Regions from separate parts of the Zea mays genome. Here all the other regions are linked to region 1. A link is a contact called in public Hi-C data. All regions are on one chromosome and are shown on one strand. Each heading gives the region's core, a stretch centred on a gene start, on an enhancer-like site or on the middle of the called end of the contact. The rest is flanking DNA. Distances are from core to core; before and after follow the strand shown.

The links. A called contact is a pair of places that touch in the nucleus more often than the background predicts.
Region 2: a contact with region 1 is called in a Hi-C map of tassel, with 2.9 times the contacts expected there. The contact joins the promoter of LOC542140 here to the promoter of LOC100304348 in region 1. A contact is called at or near these places in 5 of 25 Hi-C or Micro-C datasets (ear, endosperm, leaf and 1 more).
Region 3: a contact with region 1 is called in a Hi-C map of ear, with 5 times the contacts expected there. The contact joins the promoter of LOC100502086 here to the promoter of LOC100304348 in region 1. A contact is called at or near these places in 10 of 25 Hi-C or Micro-C datasets (bundle sheath, ear, endosperm and 4 more).

The regions. Positions count from the first base shown.
Region 1 is chr1:283,334,092-283,337,165 of Zm-B73-REFERENCE-NAM-5.0, forward strand. It overlaps LOC100304348, which reads left to right and starts at 1,565. Exons shown (of 1, transcript NM_001165786.1): 1 at 1,565-2,749. The coding sequence starts at 1,937. The coding sequence ends at 2,392. It overlaps LOC103644012 (kinesin-like protein KIN-12G), which reads left to right. Exons shown (of 21, transcript NM_001351696.1): 21 at 1-832. The coding sequence ends at 379.
Region 2 is chr1:283,476,862-283,480,299 of Zm-B73-REFERENCE-NAM-5.0, forward strand. LOC542140 (oligopeptide transporter 3) reads right to left here and starts at 1,324. Exons shown (of 6, transcript NM_001305852.1): 1 at 574-1,324. The coding sequence starts at 1,089.
Region 3 is chr1:283,083,701-283,086,851 of Zm-B73-REFERENCE-NAM-5.0, forward strand. It overlaps LOC100502086, which reads right to left and starts at 1,349. Exons shown (of 3, transcript NM_001175446.2): 1 at 889-1,349. The coding sequence starts at 1,282. It overlaps LOC103644011 (inosine-5'-monophosphate dehydrogenase), which reads right to left. Exons shown (of 4, transcript NM_001353088.1): 4 at 2,844-3,151.

The DNA.
Region 1 (3,074 bases), core at 315-2,814:
GGAAACTGACATTGAGAAGTTTGTCCGTGACAACACTTTAGCAGAGATTTGGGAGGGTAGCGCAAAGGATCTGGAGGCATTGCTGGTCGATTACCAAGACTGTGTTTTCCAAGTCAACTTGAAGGAGGAAGAGATCAAGGTGTGCAGTGAGTCCTTGCAGTATCAAGCCAGGGACATGGATAAACTTCAGTCGAAGCTGAACCAAGCGATCCGGGAGCTGGGTGAGCTTCTGCAAGATAGAAGAAGCCTAACCGCTTGCAGTCTGGATGAACCCACGCTGCCCGTTGGTGAAAAGGTGGCAGCAGACCTTGAGGCCGTCCGGATTCATGTCGATGAAGCTAAGCAGCTTTTGATTCTCGACAACCAAGCTAATTCATGAACCTGCGCAGCTAGTTTCAGGTCCCTTATAAAGATGCGACGAGTGACAGGCTAGTCTGTCTTGGCTTCTGCTGTTCAGATCCTTAGTACGTAGTAGCAAGACATCAGAGATGGGAAGCTGCGGAATTTGCTTCATTAGTTGGAAGCTATCTGAAGCCGAATCTGCTGATTCTTTTTTCCGTGGATCAGCTACCTTCTTCTGGTGGTCTTGCTTCGAGTCAAAACAACAGGTCCTGCAAGCCACTGTTCCGGATCCGATTTCTCCTCTGGTGTACACTTCAAGATGGAGCGGAGAAACTGATCCGACTTAGGCTTGACCTTTTGCTTCTGTAACTCTCCAGAGACTGGTAGCAACTAGCAACCAGTGGGTGGACTTGTATCACAACTTAATCTGAGCCAGGTGTCTTATTTTATTTATGCTATAAGTGCACAAATGCTGCACTCCAGTTTCTTGTAGAAATTTTCGGGCTGATCTTGAATTTTACCTGCTGAAGAGTTTCCGTGTTCTGCTGCTGTACTGTAAACAGGTGTGCCAGGTTTGTAGGGGGACCCCCTGGATTCTGTGGTCTGTTGTTTTTTCATTCGACTGATTTTCTGTTTGCGCAGTATGGACTCCTCTGGAAGCTTCATCGGCTCTTGTCCCGTTGCTTATTTTGATCCTTGTCCTTTCTCCCGTTCCTCCAAACGCCTCTATGGTCAGCAGCCGAAGAAGAGGAAGAACAAACAGCGATGTCCAGCTGGCATTTGCCATTATCTTAAGCGCGACAACCAAGTGGCGCAACCCTGTAGCCTCCCCAGCTCTACACCGTGGACCACAACCAACGCCGTTTGACCCAATCAATGAAAATTAGTAAACCACGCACGAAACAAGACGGATACCAACTTCCGAACAACGAGCGCTTAGCGGCAAAGCGTGCGGCCGTCACCGTCAGATTCGCGATTCGACGTCGTCCATCATCAGAATCACCAGGCCGCGTGCGCTCGTGCTGAGCCGGAGCCAGCGCGCGGCCGACTCGGACTCCACCCGTCCGCGGTGGGCACGCGACGGCTCCTTCGGCTGTCTCCATCGCGTCCCGCGTGGCGTCGCCCGCGTTCCCACGTCACAAAACCCGCCGCGTCTTGACAAATTTGTGCATAAATGTTTCGTGTGTTTTGCAGTCTTGCGGTCACCATCCGGCGAACGGGAGCGATAAATACGTCACGGGCGGAGGAAAATTGGGGATTGATTTTTTTTCCCCTCTCTTTCCCGGCGGGGAGGCGCGGAGCAGCCGCGACCGCGAGAAAGAAAAGGAAGCCGACGCCACGCACGCCATCGCCGCCTCTATCCTCGTCCTCTCCCTCCCCCTCTCTCTCTCCCTGCTCCACCTCCACCAACCAATACACACCTCCCTCTCTAAATACCACTCCGTCCGAGAGCACAAAGCAGGGTATCTTCCTTTTAAAAGAAATCTTGGCTGGGTGTTGACGCACGCAGCCGGCGGCAACCTGTGCGGGGAGCGCCAAGGGCTCCAGGAAAGAATCGGCGGCGGGCTCGCGATCGGGAAGGGGAGCGGGGCGCATGCGCGAGCACTGGCACGGCGACGGCGACGGCGACGGCGAGGACGAGCATGAGCCCCAGCCGGGGTGCGGGGAGGGCGCGGGGCAGGCGGCGGCGAACTGCGCGGCGGTGTGCTGCTGCTGCCCGCTGGCGCTGCTCGACGTGCTGCTGCTCGTCACCGTCCGGCTCCCCGCGGGCGTCATGCGGCGGGTGAGGAGGAGGCGCCGGCGCCGCCGCGGCCACGGAGGTGCCGGAGCCAACCGGAAGAGGCCGGCGCCCGCGTCGCCTTCGGGAAGCAGCGGCAAGGCGATGATCGGAGCGGCGACGCTAGACATCGACGAGGAGGCGCGCGGCGAGGTGGAGTCGGCGGCGGCGGCGGAGCTGGAGCGCGAGATCATGAGCTCGCACTTCTACGGCGCCGGCTTCTGGCGCAGCGTCTCCTCCAACTCCAGCTCCTCGTCCAGGCGCTACCAATAGATGCGCGTTCTGGCGTAAATAGTGAGCACTCGGTCGCTACTAAACTACCCACGATTACTCCATCTGTTCTTGGAGTCTCCTCCAACTGCCAGTCAGCGCAGCATGCATGGCAAAAGGAGCAGCAGCCTTCGGCATCGTGCAAGTGCACTTATTCTGAATGGACACGTGCGAAACTGGCACGTGCGGGTTGCATCATTGTACTGCTACGCCATTGTCTCGAGCATGGACCACGCCAGCAGCTGCAGCTTGGGATGGAGAAGCGAAAGGGGTCAGTGATTGTGCTTAGGTTTTTCATCTCTCTCCTAATCTTTTTTGTGTAACTGGAGCAGGAAATGCTGAAACCTCAAGCTTCTGTCCAAACGATGTACTCCTATTTAGTATTATTGATTGATTGAGAGGCCGATCGATAACAAATGAACAAATAGAACACTGTTCATGACGCAGTGCTTTTTTTCTCCTGCGTCACTGCGTGCTTTTGCGTGTGTGCACGAGCTAAATCCAGATCGAGTTCATTTCTATTTATTTTTAGACTAAAATTAATTAAAAATTCTAATTTGTTAAAATAACATTTAGATCATAACCTATTATAACCTCTACCGGCGGACTCCTTCATTCGATCGGCGCCGTTGCAGAGGATCCCTCCATGACACCTTCGCTTATAGAGGAAATACTATTTGACCAA
Region 2 (3,438 bases), core at 74-2,573, 140 kb after region 1:
CTTTTCAGACCTCCTTTTCAGCTTTCTTCCCCGGGGGCCATGATTGGTGGTAACCAGGGAACAAATACGATATAGACTGCTCTGCGCATCTTGATGAGGAGGATGCATATGCTTATCAGCCGCACTTTTGATTCTAGTCTTCTAGACCAAGTGTGCACGTTACATTCGCGTGCCAAAGACGTGAATATGAAATGACGACACATATAGATTAGAGACGGGTCAATTCTAAGTGCTAGTGCCTGGTAACAGGTTAACAGCATTTAGTTCATCATTGAGACTGCTCAGGCTTTAAAAAAAATTGGTTTAATTCGTAGAGCAGGTTATTAAGCGCTCTAAAAGATCATGAAGATAAAGTTATAAACTTTTAGAAGGCATTTAGATACGTCATTTTATTTATTATTTAGATTAAAAATATTTTTTAAACCATTTGAATTTATATTTTTTGATACTAGAATCCGTGATCAGCAGCAGAACTGAAGAAACGAACGAAAACAATATAATTTGAGCTGCTGTACCCCTGGTTATTTTAAGCAGTAGTAACTAGCACGTAGTAGGACGGACCGACGGAGGTACCTGTGTGGTGAGGACGATGAGGAGGGCGCATGCGAAGCTGAGCGTCTGCTTGTAGTAGGCCTTCATGACGGTGATGGCGCCGATGGAGTAAGCGTCGCCGCCGCCGTAGGAGACGCCGCAGTTGGCGAAGATGGTGATGATGACGTGCTCCTTGACGTTGAAGGGCCCCGGGTTGAGGTTGAAGCTGCCGAGCCTGCCGCCGAGGATCCTGACCTCGCGGTCGGGCAGCACGGCGGCCAGGAAGCGGCCGGCGGGGAGCACGAGGATCTGCGCCAGGATCCCCGAGATGGTGAGCGGCTGGGTGCGGTACGTGAAGAAGGTGTTGAGGAAGATGAGGACGACGCAGGAGCCGAGCCCCAGCGCCCACGCCCGGAATGTCATCACGGGCATCGACGGGTCGTCCGTCTCCGGCACCACCAGCGCCACCTCCTCCACCGCGCACCGCTCCCCCTTCCCCTCCCCCGTCCCCGTCCCCGCCCGCTCCTCCGCCGCCACCGGCGACTTCCGCGACGCCATCGTCCCGGTCCCGGCCCCTCGCTCCTCCCGCCCACTGACTGGACCCTCTCCGCTACCCGCTAGTAGCTAGCTATCTATCTACCCACCCTCCCTCCACCGACTCGACCGGCCCGCCGGCCTCTGAAACCGACGCTTCGCTGCTGCCCGCCGCGCCGTGGACGGGAGCGGCGCCTTTTAGAGATTCTCGGCTCCTGGATGGTAGCGCTTGAACCCCTGCTCGCCCCTATTTATATTCCGTTGGCTGGCACTCCCGGCCCCGGAGCGGTGCTCGTGGCCTCGTGCACCACGGCACCCCTCCACCTCGTACGGGCCCGGGCGCCGGTGTGCATTCCCGTGGAGCTCGGGGCGGCGTACGTGCCGTGCCGTGCCGAGGGCTCTGGGGGAAACCGCATCGTGGGCGTCCACGGGTGGGATCGGGCGGGCGAGGGGGCGGCCACCTGGGCACCACGCACCCCGCGGGGCACGCGCCGGCGTCACCCCAGGCGCGCGGGGGCACGCGCGCGGCGCGCCGGGGCACATGATTTTTATCTAATCGCGCGCGGCTCACCGCTTTAACCGGTGATTGGCGCCAAATCGATCGTGCTTTGGAAAGCAGCCTCCCTCATCTGCAGGCTGCCGTGCAGTGCCCGCCTTTTAACCCTCTCCCTGCAATGTGCAAAGCTGATTTCATCCAGAGGGGGGCCCCTCTGGCCCTTCTGATGTGCATTGCACTTGCACCGCAGGACTTGACGAATTGTGTCATTGTGTGTGTGTGTGTGGCTTCCTTGCAGAGCTGACCAGAGCGCTATGTACTGCCACTGCAAGTGCATGGCCGCCGCGATTCCTACCCTTGTAGTGCTTGCTAGCTTTGTGACTTGTTTAATTAGCTTGTTCGTATGCTGTCGTGCCGGGCTACAGACATATAATAATATTAGTATTTGCTGAACACCTACTAGACTAGGACGCATGACATCAAGCAACGGTTTGTTGGTTGTTGGATAGAAAAACCGGAGAGGGAACCTTGGACGACCTCAGACGAGAGAATCCGGGTGCCGCCTTCACGGTGTCGAGTGCCGGGCTGGTTTGCTCATATATTCCCCATCCGGCGTTTTGCTTAAAAAAGCAATAGGCGACCAGCAAACCTCCCTGTCACGCACATATTCGTCATCCATCCACGCGCAACCGGTAGAAGGATTTTGTACTCCAGTGCAGCGATGTCGCCGGCGGCGGGGAGGGGAAGGGACTGGACCGCTGAAAACGAGCAAGTGGTGTGGCGGCGAGGCGCATGGGCAATGCAGAACCCTGCCCCGCCTGCGGAGAGGCGGAGGGCCGAGGCACAAGTGGGTGATGCGGAGAAGAAGGGCATCCGGTTCTGCGAGGACAGATGGGTGGTGGCCGTGCGTCGTGCCTGTTCTGCCCAGACGGCTGCCTGATCTGCTCGGATCTGCGGTCTGCCTGCCTGTGCGTACAACAGACAGGGCCAGTTGCCGCCGGCAGAGTGGCAGACAGCAGACTGCCATGCGTGCCCCGCGGCCGCGGAAGACCTGACCGCCCGTGCCGATCACTTTTTGCCTTTTGACATGGGGATCGATTAAATTCCTAGCCGAGCACGTGGAGTGACGAATGCTGCAGCATGTCACAGTTTCCTGATGAGGCCAAATTCAGATACTGGAGTTCAGCAGTCAGTCAGCACCGGTCTCCGGCGTCCTTTGCTTTTTTCTTACAAAAAAAAAGGTACGAAAGTCTCGCGTGAGATATTTCAATAAGAAGAAATCCATTTGTAACTAAAAAAATTGATACGTGTAGCAGATTATGGATATAGCCATACAAAATATCATTTTATACTGTATACCACACTATTTACATAGTAGAGTTTGAAATAAAAGATATGGTAAATAAGTCTGGTGGAGGACCAAGAGTGCGAGGACAAGTCAACTACACAAAATAGTTACGACTGTTTTTTTTCCATATATTGTTTTCTCCCATTTGTAGTTAGATAACTAAAAGGCCAATTGAAACACAAGACAAGTTTCTGAGTCGTCTGAAACTACCGGAACAAAAAAACCACAAGAGAAGTTATGTAGCACCTATAAGCTAGATTTCTGAAAAGATGAACCAATATGTTGTTCATGACATCATCACCCTATAGCGCCTCGAGTATTTTTTAATTAGTTTTAGTCATAAAACGAGCGAGAATAAAAAAACATGGTCAACGCGACACTTGTATAAAAACTTGCATCAGCTAACATATCATAACTCATAAGAATTAGACTACAAACATACTAGATAAGTTTGAAAGCATCTAGGCTCTTTTAGTGGGTCGTGTGATCAATGACAACATAAGATTGAAGTGACTAATGTGTGTTTTGT
Region 3 (3,151 bases), core at 99-2,598, 250 kb before region 1:
TATGTGGTCAGAGTTTGTTAACAACCAGCAACCATGTTACCACTGTTAAGTGATATTTTGAATTCAGTCAATTTCACATCATATCATACGCCACCATGCTCTGGTGGCCCACGAGCTGAGCTTGACATGCTACCAAATACTTCACTCGGGTACACATCAGAGTTTATAGCACAAAACACAACTATCATATAGAAATTAAATTTCAAGAGATATAAAGTTAGGCACTGCTATATCCACCATGGGTTCCATTTTGTCTGGTGTTGGCCAAAGAATTCGGTCCAGCTATGAAACAATATTTAATTTTATTTTTAAAAAAAACATGAGTTGAAGGCTGCCAGAGTGGAACTCCAAGCTAAAATATCCATCCTACCAACCGTTGATGTCAGTTCAGCTACTCAGGCCACAGAAAAAAGGTATAGGAGTTCAACACAAGAGTAGAGAGTACAATATACATGAAGAGTTGAAGACAGACTGATTGACTAGAAAACATCCACAGAGTTCCTCCATTGACCAGCAAACCACTACAGAGTTTCATCATGAAAGCGCCAATACGACCGCAAACAGACCAAACACGATAATTACAACAGATATGATATTTTTATGTTTAAGTGATCCGACGCAGACTGTACGATTGCTTAACCAGTAACGGAAATTACCCATCGCTGCTCCTCCATCATGCTAGGTACAAAAAAAAGCTAAATCCACAGCGACAAGCAATAATTTCAATATACGTACCACCATAACAACCTGTCTAGAAACCAATGCTTAACAATAACACGTGCCACTTGGCGAATTCAACAGCGCATAAGACAATCATGGTTAACTGAACAACGAATTCAACAACGCGAGAGATGGGGTTGGGCGGAGCAAATAAATGACAAAAAATACCCTGGAGGCAGTCGCAGTTCTCTGCCTCCTTGCGGACGACGTCGAGGACGGAGTCGATGAGCTCGGCGCCCTCGGTGTAGTGCCCCTTGGCCCAGTTGTTTCCGGCGCCGGACTGGCCGAAGACGAAGTTGTCGGGGCGGAAGATCTGGCCGAAGGGTCCGGAGCGCAGGGAGTCCATGGTCCCGGGCTCGAGGTCCATGAGGACGGCGCGCGGGACGAAGCGGCCGCCGCTGGCCTCATTGTAGTAGACGTTGACGCGCTCGAGCTGGAGGTCCGAGTCCCCCGCGTAGCGGCCCGTGGCGTCGATCCCGTGCTCGTCGCAGATCACCTCCCAGAACTTGGCCCCGATCTGGTTCCCGCACTGCCCGCCCTGGATGTGGAGGATCTCCCTCATGGCTGACGCCTGCCTGCCTGCCTGCTGGGGTCGGGCGCGGGCGGGGGAAGGAAGAAGACGGGGGCGGGAGCGGCGCACGGGTCTCGTCTACGTGAGGACGGATTTGAAATGCTGCTTTATGCTCTGTTGCCGTCTTGCCGAGGTGGGGCTTCGTTCGAGCTGGAGGTGCTGTGGACCTGGCCTTGTGCTGTGGCGGTTGGGGCCCAGCCCAGGTGGCTTGCCCATCTCTCCACCGTGCGTTTGTTGATCGGACGGCTACAGTGCCAGTTTCCTGGATTTTTTTTGGTTGGCGACTTTTGGGTCCAGGCTGGGCGTGGGCCCAAGCGATAGGCTGTCGTAACAAGACCGCGGACCCAAAAAGACAAACTTACCCGAGCTATAGTCTGTAGTGTTATCGTTTTCATTAGCTGTGTCTGTGTGATTATGGTTATGGCGGCTATTTATACAGCGGTTAGCGACGCATGGCCGGTAATCCCGGGATCGGTGGACCCTGCCTGTCAACAGACGCAGCTGTTGCTTAGAGAAATGACAAGGACCAAATACAGCTCAGAGTCAGGTAAGAAAGACAGAGACAGAGAGGGCTAGGCTAGCCGTGGCAGTGTGGCACCAATTAATAGCTGATTGGCTGGGGACGAACTGGATGAAAGTAAACACTAAAACTTTATCATGATGAGAGGAAAAAAACAATAGCTATTATTTGGTTGCCACGATTATACGACACCTAGGTTCAACGGTCTATTGTTGTTGATCGCCTAGACTGTTGTTGATGTAACGAGATTTTAACTGAAAATGTAGACGAGTAAAGTTTAATACTACCATGTTATCGGATACTCTCTCTCTGTCTATCTCGGTTTTCAAAGAGTTAGACTCTTTAAATTTTGATCAAATGTATATAATAAAATGTTAATGTTTATTGTATATAACTAGTGCCGATACATATATCAACGAACCTATTTTTATAATAAGCTTATTTGGAGATGCAAATGTTCTTTATATTTTCGACAATCTTAATCAAAACTTTAAAAAGTTTGATGTGAACAAGCACGAATACTATAGTGACTTTTTTTAGAAATACTAGTGAGAGAATGAAAACTTGAGTTAGTTGAGTGATCAAACATTCACAATGATGCGTTGATCCAATCATGGTTAACAGAACAGCGGGGAGACGTTTAACACTTCACTTGTTTATTTGACTGCTTGATGCTACAGGATTGTTATTATTACGCGAAACAGCCCTGCTCAGTAGTCAGTGTTCACGTGGATAAAAACTGCTACCGAAAAAGCAAAATTCCTGGAAAAAAGGGAGGCAAGGAGAAACACTAATAAGCATCAGTAAGACGATTAGTTGTAGCTTCCTACAATAATCACAGTGAAAGCCTGCTAAAATTTTGTCGGGTCTAAAGCAATTCAAATCTAAACCACGTTCGGATCACAGGCATTTTTGCTCAAAAACCTGCGTAGGACCAGCTGCAACTTAGAAAAATTGGCTCAACAAATTTGTTCAAGCAACCCACTTTACGAAAGCCTTTCAATTGTCAGTAACACACTAGCCAGGATGTCAACTTTAGAGACAAACCACTATTATCAACCATTCTTCGAACACATAATAATACAAGGTACAACATTGAGGTTTTACTCTTTTAACAAAATTGGGCAAAAAAGTTTAGATGACAAGCTGTGAGCTTATACAACAGTTACGATGCCAGAGGTTTATTAATATTATTATGACGCCAAGTAGATGGTACACTTGCTGCCCAACTCGACAATCTTTGCTGACAAGCTGCTGAGCTTTTGCCAGGTAGGATAAATGAGCATCGCACCCCCCCCCCCCCTCCATATCATGCAGCTAACCACTATCGTTCCAATACT